2 separate regions of the Mus musculus genome follow, and region 1 is linked to region 2. A link is a contact called in public promoter capture Hi-C data. All regions are on one chromosome and are shown on one strand. Each heading gives the region's core, a stretch centred on a gene start, on an enhancer-like site or on the middle of the called end of the contact. The rest is flanking DNA. Distances are from core to core; before and after follow the strand shown. Region 1 has its middle 76 kb from the start of Lonrf2. Region 2 overlaps Aff3 (AF4/FMR2 family, member 3).

Evidence for each region. Promoter capture Hi-C pulls out the DNA fragments that hold promoters and counts their contacts.
Region 1: a promoter capture Hi-C map of second pharyngeal arch cranial neural crest shows a contact between it and region 2. The contact joins two enhancer-like sites. A contact is called at or near these places in 4 of 39 promoter capture datasets (the C10 cell line, cranial neural crest, frontonasal cranial neural crest and 1 more), 2 of 15 datasets of contacts at CTCF or cohesin (large pre-B cells and pro-B cells), 12 of 484 Hi-C or Micro-C datasets (bone marrow-derived macrophages, cardiomyocytes, cerebellar granule neurons and 6 more) and 1 of 115 datasets of contacts at active chromatin or transcription factors (embryonic basal ganglia).

The regions. Positions count from the first base shown.
Region 1 is chr1:38,758,339-38,762,402 of GRCm38.p6, reverse strand. No RefSeq gene overlaps it. Among named protein-coding and RNA genes, the nearest start is that of Lonrf2, 76 kb to the left of the region's middle. Within about 2 kb of position 1,807, at least 18 of the 459 cell types and tissues checked have an H3K27ac peak or open chromatin away from gene starts, as enhancers often do.
Region 2 is chr1:38,302,850-38,306,749 of GRCm38.p6, reverse strand. The region is part of intron 8 of Aff3 (AF4/FMR2 family, member 3); the gene reads left to right. Among named protein-coding and RNA genes, the nearest start is that of Gm16150, 85 kb to the right of the region's middle. Within about 2 kb of position 2,004, at least 13 of the 459 cell types and tissues checked have an H3K27ac peak or open chromatin away from gene starts, as enhancers often do.

The DNA of each region.
Region 1 (4,064 bases), core at 558-3,057, 460 kb before region 2:
TCACTGGAAAGAGAGGCCCATTGGACACACAAACTTTATATGCCCCAGTACAGGGGAACGCCAGGGCCAAAAAAATGGGAATGAGTGGGTAGGGAAGTGGGGGGGAGGGTATGGGGGACTTTTGGGATAGCATTGGAAATGTAATTGAGGAAAATACATAATAAAAAAAATGGTTACAAAAAAAAAAATAAAAAAAAAAAGAAGAAGATGCCCCCACAGACTTGCCTCCAAAAACCCTATGGAGTCATTTCCTTGCTTGAGGGTCTCTCTTCCCAAATGACTCTAGCTTGTGCCAAGTTGACATAAAACTAGCCAACACACCTTGCAATAATGCCACTGGCCAGGGATCAGGCCTTAAACTACATGAGAATCCCGGGGATATTCCAGATGCAAAGGATTCTGGGTGCAGGGATCGAGTAGACCAGCATACAGCATGGGGCTGAGGGGCTGACCTTCAAGCCATAACACAGTGACGCTTGGACTGCATGGCCTTAGCGAAGGAGGAAGCACCTGAACCCAGCTCCTGCCCTCTGTCTCCTCTCAAGACACCACCTTCCTCCACAGGTTCCTGACACCTTAGAGATGTAACCTTTTTCATCTTTTTTTAAAATTTATTATATGTAAGTACACTGGTGCTATCTTCAGACACCCCAGAAGAAGCATCAGATCTCATTACGGATGGTTGTGAGCCACCATGTGGTTGCTGGGATTTGAACTCAGGACCTTCAGAAGAGCAGTCGGCACTCTTAACCCCTGAGCCATCTCTCCAGCCCCACCTTTTTCATCTTAAAGTAGTTTCACTTTCCAGGCTAGGCAGACATTAACTCCCTCACAGGCGTCAGACTTCCCACCCATCTGTGATGCTCTTGTATCCATAGTTGCAGTTGCGTATAGATCCTGTTACTTTACCAACTATCAGAAGGGAGGTGGGGCTCCTCAACACCCTGCCCCCACACCAACCCTGCAAAAGGACTGAGCAGACCACAAGGAGCAAGAAGGGAGAGGCAGGAAGATGAGGCCAGATTGGCAGGCTGAGCCCTCTGAGTGATGGTCCCACTCACACTCAGTGACTCCTAGCTGAGGGTCTAGCAACCACAGCTGCTCCCTCAGGCACTGAGAGGTGATGGGACATTGTAGTCCTGATGGCTCCCCCATTACCACTAAGGTTTCACATTGACTTTTGAATATCTATTAAGATTAACCTCTTAATGTATTCCAAGGAGCATGGCAGAGAGAGAGAGATGTAGAAATCCTGCTTTGGGCATATCTAACTTTCCGGCCTGATGTGTCATAGGCTCGGCCAGGGGCAGGTGAATGGAGGTGGATTTATGTCTGGTGAGAGCCAAAGGCAAACCTCAAAGGCGGCAATAGTGTAGCAGACAGCTTGGGTTTTAATCCAGACTCCGGTTCTCTCTGGATGGGTGGCATTAGACAAGTTACCTGACCTTCCCACACGAGCAGTGTGCTCACTCTGAGTCCTGTCTATGGATTATTAGGTAGAGAGGTTGTCACAGAGTGTCCAGCAAGCATACAGCCCTGGCTCTAGCAGCACAGGCGACTTCATCTTCCCTCACAGGCTCCAGCAGTCAGGAAAGCCATGAGCTCTGCAAACCCTGTCCCCAAAGCACTCTGAGGCCGTGAACTTGCCTTGGCTACAGTCACTGCATTTACAGTGTGACCCAGTCCAGCCCCCCCACCCCCACCCAGCTCCCCCTGCTTCTGACCTGCGGTGGAGTTCTGCAGGCACCGCCAGGCCTGACTGCACAGCTTCCTGAGCAGCAGGGAGGCCCAGCAGGCGGGAAAATGAGAGGAGTGGAGAGTGAGCACACCTGGCCTGCATCAATGGCCACCTTGTCGAGTGGAGCGGCCCTCTGGGGCGGCTGGCTTGTAGCTGTTTTTCAGTCATCACGTCATTGGGCCAGGGTCTGTTTTTCATACTTTCTGTTAGCACAACTCGCATCCAAAAGAACCCATCTCTGACTGCCCTCCTTTCTAACTGACCAAGCTCCTTCACTACACATCTTTTCTTCCCAGCAACATGTCTGTCTGTCTGTCTGTCTGTCTGTCTGTCTGTCTGTCTGCTTGTCTGTTTGCCTGCCTGTGTGTCTCTTTACCTTTCCCCTGAAATTTGTTTAAATCAAGTAGCAATGGAGAAGCAGAAGGCTGGGATGAGGGAGAGGAAGTCCTAGAGTTGGGGGATGGGGTGGGGGAGGACAAATAGATTGTTCTAGAAAAGTCTTTGAGGAGGCCTGTCCAGTCGGGGGTCCTGCCTCTTTTGAATGTTAGCAGCATGCGCCTGACACCTGACCTTGCTAGGAGCCATAATCATGCCAGCTCCACTGCTGTTTGACCATGTGCTTCATCCATTTCAACTAGAGAGGGGTTCAAAGAAGATACCCTGCACAAATGCTTGCTGCAGATGGGGAAGGCTTAACTGCCAGAGGCTAACTAGTCTTTGTTTTCTTTTCCTTTCTTTCTTTCTCTCTCCTTTCCTTCCTCCCTTCCTCCCTTCCTTCCTTCCTTCCTTCCTTCCTTCCTTCCTTCCTTCCTCCCTCCCTCCCTTCCCTCCTCCTCCTCCTCCTCCTCCTCCTCCTCCTTCTTCTTCTTCTCCTTCTTCTTCTCCTTCTTCTTCTTCTTCTTCTTCTTCTTCTTCTTCTTCTTCTTCTTCTTCTTCTTCTTCTTCTTCTTCTTCTTCTTCTTCTTCTTCTTCTTCTTCTTCTTCTCTCTCTCTCTCTCTCTCTCAAAACAGAGTTTGTTTGTGTAGCCCTGGCTATCCTGGAACTCTTTTTTGACCAGAGTAGCCTTGAACTCAAGAGCTCCATCTACCTCTGCCTCTAGAGCGCTGGGATTAAAGGTGTGCACCGCCAAGCCTGGCTAGGGCACACATCTCCTAAGTAAGCTTGGCCCACATACCTGCCCCTTGTTTACTCATGAAAGAAATGTGTTTCTTCCAGTTTCTGTAAAGTGTCTCCTCGTAGGCCCACATGGTTTCAAATGCAGTAAAACAGCCCCAGTTGTTTTGTGTCTGTTGGTTGAAAACATGTTTCAGAGTAGATGAATATAACCCTGATGTGTCTCTGATTACACAGTACAAAGTTTTATAAAATTGGGTCACTTACAGGAATTGTATGCAATGTGACTTGCAAAGAGAATAATGTAAAGAATGCAGGTCTCTGTTTCTGTGGCTGTTGATTGTTCTAGACATGAGCTTCTCCTGTCAAGGCTGCTGGGACATCACATTTTACTGTGCATGCCAATACACAGATCCCGGTATGTTCTCAGGACAGTGTGTATAATATTCTGTCATATAGACACACCATGTAACATTTGTCTCTGGGGTTTGCTTGGCCCAGTCCTCCATGTTCCATGTCCAACTTTTTAAATGAAGACATAGAGCATTCTAGAGTCTAGGCATTTATAGGAGGTTGTAGAGGCTCACACCTCAAAGACTAAACCCCTGGGGCAAGTCACGCAAGGATCTGCACTCAGCGGGTGTTACTAAATTGTAATCCAAAACAGGCTGTCTGATTTACTGCCACAGTACCTGTGTATAGCAGAGTATGCCCAGAACACTCAGGTTCCTAGTCGTCCCTCAGCCTGAGAAATGAAACATAGGTCATTGCAGCTCAGTTTGCATATCATACCACCCCCCCTTCCTCCTCCTCGCAGCCTCTGCTTCTTTCCTCTTGTCCCTTAGTGTATGGACGACAAATGCCCACAAAAAGGCAGAAAGGCAAACAGTTAGCCAGATGCACCTACAGCCTGCGGAGCTGAAGGTCTTTCAGGATACAGGCACTAACATACACGATTATTCCAGTTATGTGTTATGTCCAGTTATGAAAATCATATTAAAAACTCACACCCAAGCTGATCTCTGGTTCCTTGAGACGGTTCAAACAGAAAGCAGAGAAACTAAGAAGACTGAAGATCAAGAGTGTTTCTCCAGGAGTCATGCCCATGGGCTATCTCACAATGGTCTATCCCACAGCGGGACATCGCAGCAAGTCACACTGCTAAAGCCCTGGCTCACAGTCTCCCCTCTGCTGCTCCTTCTATATCTTCCA
Region 2 (3,900 bases), core at 755-3,254:
TGGTTTTATGTGTGTGTTTGTTTTGAATCTCCAGGAATAAATAGAATATTAGAAGTAAAACAAGAAAAATAGGCAATAATTGAGTAGAAATAATAACCATAAACTTTTGCTTCTTAGACCAATATGATAAAAATTTCAGAAACTATATACTCTGGAAATATTTTTCAAATCAGTAAACATAGAAAATACAGATGGAAAATATTTATAGATTTGAGGAAAAATCATTCATTTGACCACAAGACAAAATTTCTTTTTTTTAAAGCCATCTTCAAAAATGGGGAGTCTTCCCTATCTTGTGCCCCTCGCCCCCCTTTTTAGTGTGCTGAGAAGGTCCCCACCCCAAGAGTGTAGAAATGACATGGGCAAAGCACAGGCATCCATGCGTGAGAGGTTTGTGATTGAGCCAGGATTCGGCCTGGTTTGACTCCTGGAGCCATGCTTTTCAGGACACCTCTGTAGATGACCTGTCCTGGTCACTAGACTTCAGCATATTCGTAAGACGATGAATATTGACATGTCTCTAAATAACCAGAGTTTTTAATCGTCACTGTTACTGATCGTGCCAAGTGCCTCTGAACAAGAACTGAGCAGAGAAGATTCCAAACTGATGCTCAGTGCTTGAATAAATCATCAGCTCAGACCCAGCTTGCATGGCTGGGAGCAGCACTGGGGTCTGTTGTTACCTGGGAGGCATTTGTGCAAATGCTGACCTTGGGTGGTGCTGTGCGAGACCCTAGTGCCTCCGATGGACCCTGCCCATGCCATGCTGCTCTCTGCCCTGGGGAGCTCGCAATCCAGCACGTAGGCCACAGTTAAAATAAAGGGAAGCTGTGGAAAGCTTTCGAGGCCAGGAACATTCAGGAGGAAGGTCTGTAGGAAAGTTCCCCTCCTCTGGGAGGTGTAAATAGATGCCTCTCTTCAACCTCTGAGTAGAGATGCCAGATAAAATACAAGGCACCCAGTTCAATTTGAATTTCAGATAGACAAGGAATAATTTTCAGTGTGTGTTCTGTGCAATATTTAGGGCATACATATGCAAAAAAATATTATTTGTTGTTTACATAAAATTCAAATTTAGTGGGAAATCCCATTAGTTTCACTTACTAATTCTAACACCCTGCAGACATCACATCGAGACTCTTGACTCGAGTGTCTTCAAAGCACTGATGAATAGGAATGAATGATAAGTGGAGAGTGGAAGAGAGGGAGAGAAAGAGACAGAAAGAAAGAATGAAAGCTGGAAAGCTGCCAAGTAAAATAACTAGATTCTGGAGAAGAAGAAGCAAAAAAAAAAAAAAAAAAAAAAAACGAATTCCTAAAACTGAGGTCATAGAATGGAAAATATCTGTTTCATGGAGTCTTGAGCCTGAATATTGGCCGGGCCAGGGGGCAGAGAGAGGGAGGGAGGGAGGGAGGGAGGGAGGGAGGGAGAGGGAGGGAGGGAGGGAGGGAGGGAGAGAGAGAGAGAGAGAGAGAGAGAGAGAGAGAGAGAGAGAGAGAGAGAGACTGTTCTTTGTATCTGTGCGGCTCCACTTATCCAGGAAGGGAGGAAGTGGAATGTGAAGATCCTGAAACCCTGGGACTCGGTTTATTAATTGCAGGTTTTGTCTTTCTTGCAAGATGCTCTGCCAATTGGATAGCAAGGAAAGGTACTAAACTTCAGCTCTCATTTCTAAGATGCCCTTGAAACTTCGTGGATAACTTTTTATTTGTCTTGTGCTAAAAAGCAGAAACTGATCTGACACTTGATATGGAGAGGAATCTGCACTGTTTGAAAAACACAGATTGGCTGTGAAGCGAGAAGATGGATTTTTCTTTCTTTCGGGTTAAAAATATTAACTGACAGCTCGGGACTGTTTGCTTGTCCTTTATCTCTAACCAGACAAAGTACTCTAACCAAGAAACCTCTTGCCTTCATCCTGGGCACGTCACAGACTTGACGCTGTTCCTGGGAGATGGAGGTGTAACTGTGAGTCGGGGAGAAGGATGGTTGGAATGTGTAGCGCGTTATTTAAATCACGTGTGCTAGGTTCTGACCTGCTAAGCCACAGCTGGATCAAGCCTTAAACAGGGTAAGAGTCATTTCATGTTACTGGTTATCTTCAGTCTTGCAAGCACGGGCAGCTCTGGGTGAAGCTCGGCCTGCCGGTTTGTGCTGGCTGTTGCGCGTGCTAATAATGTGAGGGGAAAGGTGGATGGTTTCTGTCTGTGCCATGAACTACAGTTTAACACATGGCAGCATTAGGATTGTGGCCTCGGCATTGGATCATGTTTTTATTTAGTGTGAGAGACAAGAGTCTGCGTGTTGGAGATGTTTTTCAAGGGCTTCACTTGCAGATTCCTAAAGCCAGGCAACTGCACAGGGGCCTCCTGTTTCTAAGACTTGGCTTCTTCATCTTAGCTGGGAGAAGAAAAGGCTGATGATACATGAGATGGACCAAATTCTTTATAGGCCTTCCAGATAAGATGCCTTCTAATTTCTAAAATAAAAACCATCCTGTCTCTTCTGCCTTTCCTCTTGGCCTACACCTTACAAGCTCTTTTAAAGTAATGGTGTGACTGGTTCAGATAAAGAACCGAGCCATTCTGCCTGCATGCCACTAAAGACTTCAACAAGTTCCCGAAGCCAGTCTCTCTCCTGACAGCCAGAGATAGATGGAAACCTCAGGGACAGGGAGCCACGTGGCTAGCCTGTGGCAGTCGGCAAGAAACAAGTACAGTTTTGAAGGGAGAGATGTCCAAAAACGTTGTCTGGTGAGCCGATGACCAGTTCTCGTGGCACCTGGTTGTGCCCCGACCAAAGAGGAGTTCCTCCATCCAACCTCTTGGCTATGCATCATAAACAGGCTGTATCCCAGACCTCCGATAACCTTTGAAACTATTGCGGCATAGGGAGATGGCTGGGTGGGTATGGTGCTTGCAGTCCAGCTTGAGGGCCTGAGTTCAAATTCTCAGGACCCATATAAAAACCAGGTGTGGTAGCCTACTGGTGAGATACACTGAAGTGGGAAGATCCCTGGAGCTCACTGGTTATCCAGGGTAGCCAGAAGAGTGAGCCCCAAGTTCAAGTTCAGTAAGAGTGATCCTGTCCCCAAAATAAGGTGGAGAGTGGAAGATACCCACCTTCAGCCTCTGACTTCTGCTCTCTCTCACACAGGTGCACATAGCCATTCATGTACCCCACCCCACCCCCACACACACACACACATATACACTGAATGGAATAAAATGAAATACAATAAAATAAAATGAAATATTAACAAATCAAATCAAAATTAATCAAGATGTCAGTGGTGGCACATGCTTTTGGCCTTCCTGCCTCAGGAGGCTAAGGCAGGAGGATTGCTTTGAGTCTAGGAGTTAAGACACCAGCCTAAACGTAGAAAAATCCCATCTCAAACAACAGGTATATTATTTCCTGCTCCTGTAATGTGATATGTATTCACAATAAAAAAAAAAATCATGACTAACTCCAATCCCGTCATGCCAACTACTAAAGCTACTGAGACAAGGGAATTGCGTGTTCAAGGCCAACCAGGGCTATGTAATGAGCTCAAGGCAACTAAGTGACATTCTTTCTCAAAATAAAAAGAAGCAAAAAAGGAAAGGAAATCAGCTTAGACACCCATCAGATGATGAGTGGATAGTTAAAATGTGGTAAATATATAATAGAATTATATATTATATTTCTTTTTTTTCCATTTTTTATTAGGTATTTAGCTCATTACATTTCCAATGCTATACCAAAAGTCCCCCATATCCACCCACCCCCACTCCCCTGCCCACCCACTCCCCCTTTTTGGCCCTGGTGTTCCCCTGTACTGGGGCATATAGAGTTTGCAAGTCCAATGGGCCTCTCTTTCCAGTGATGGCCGACTAGGCCATCTTTTGATACATATG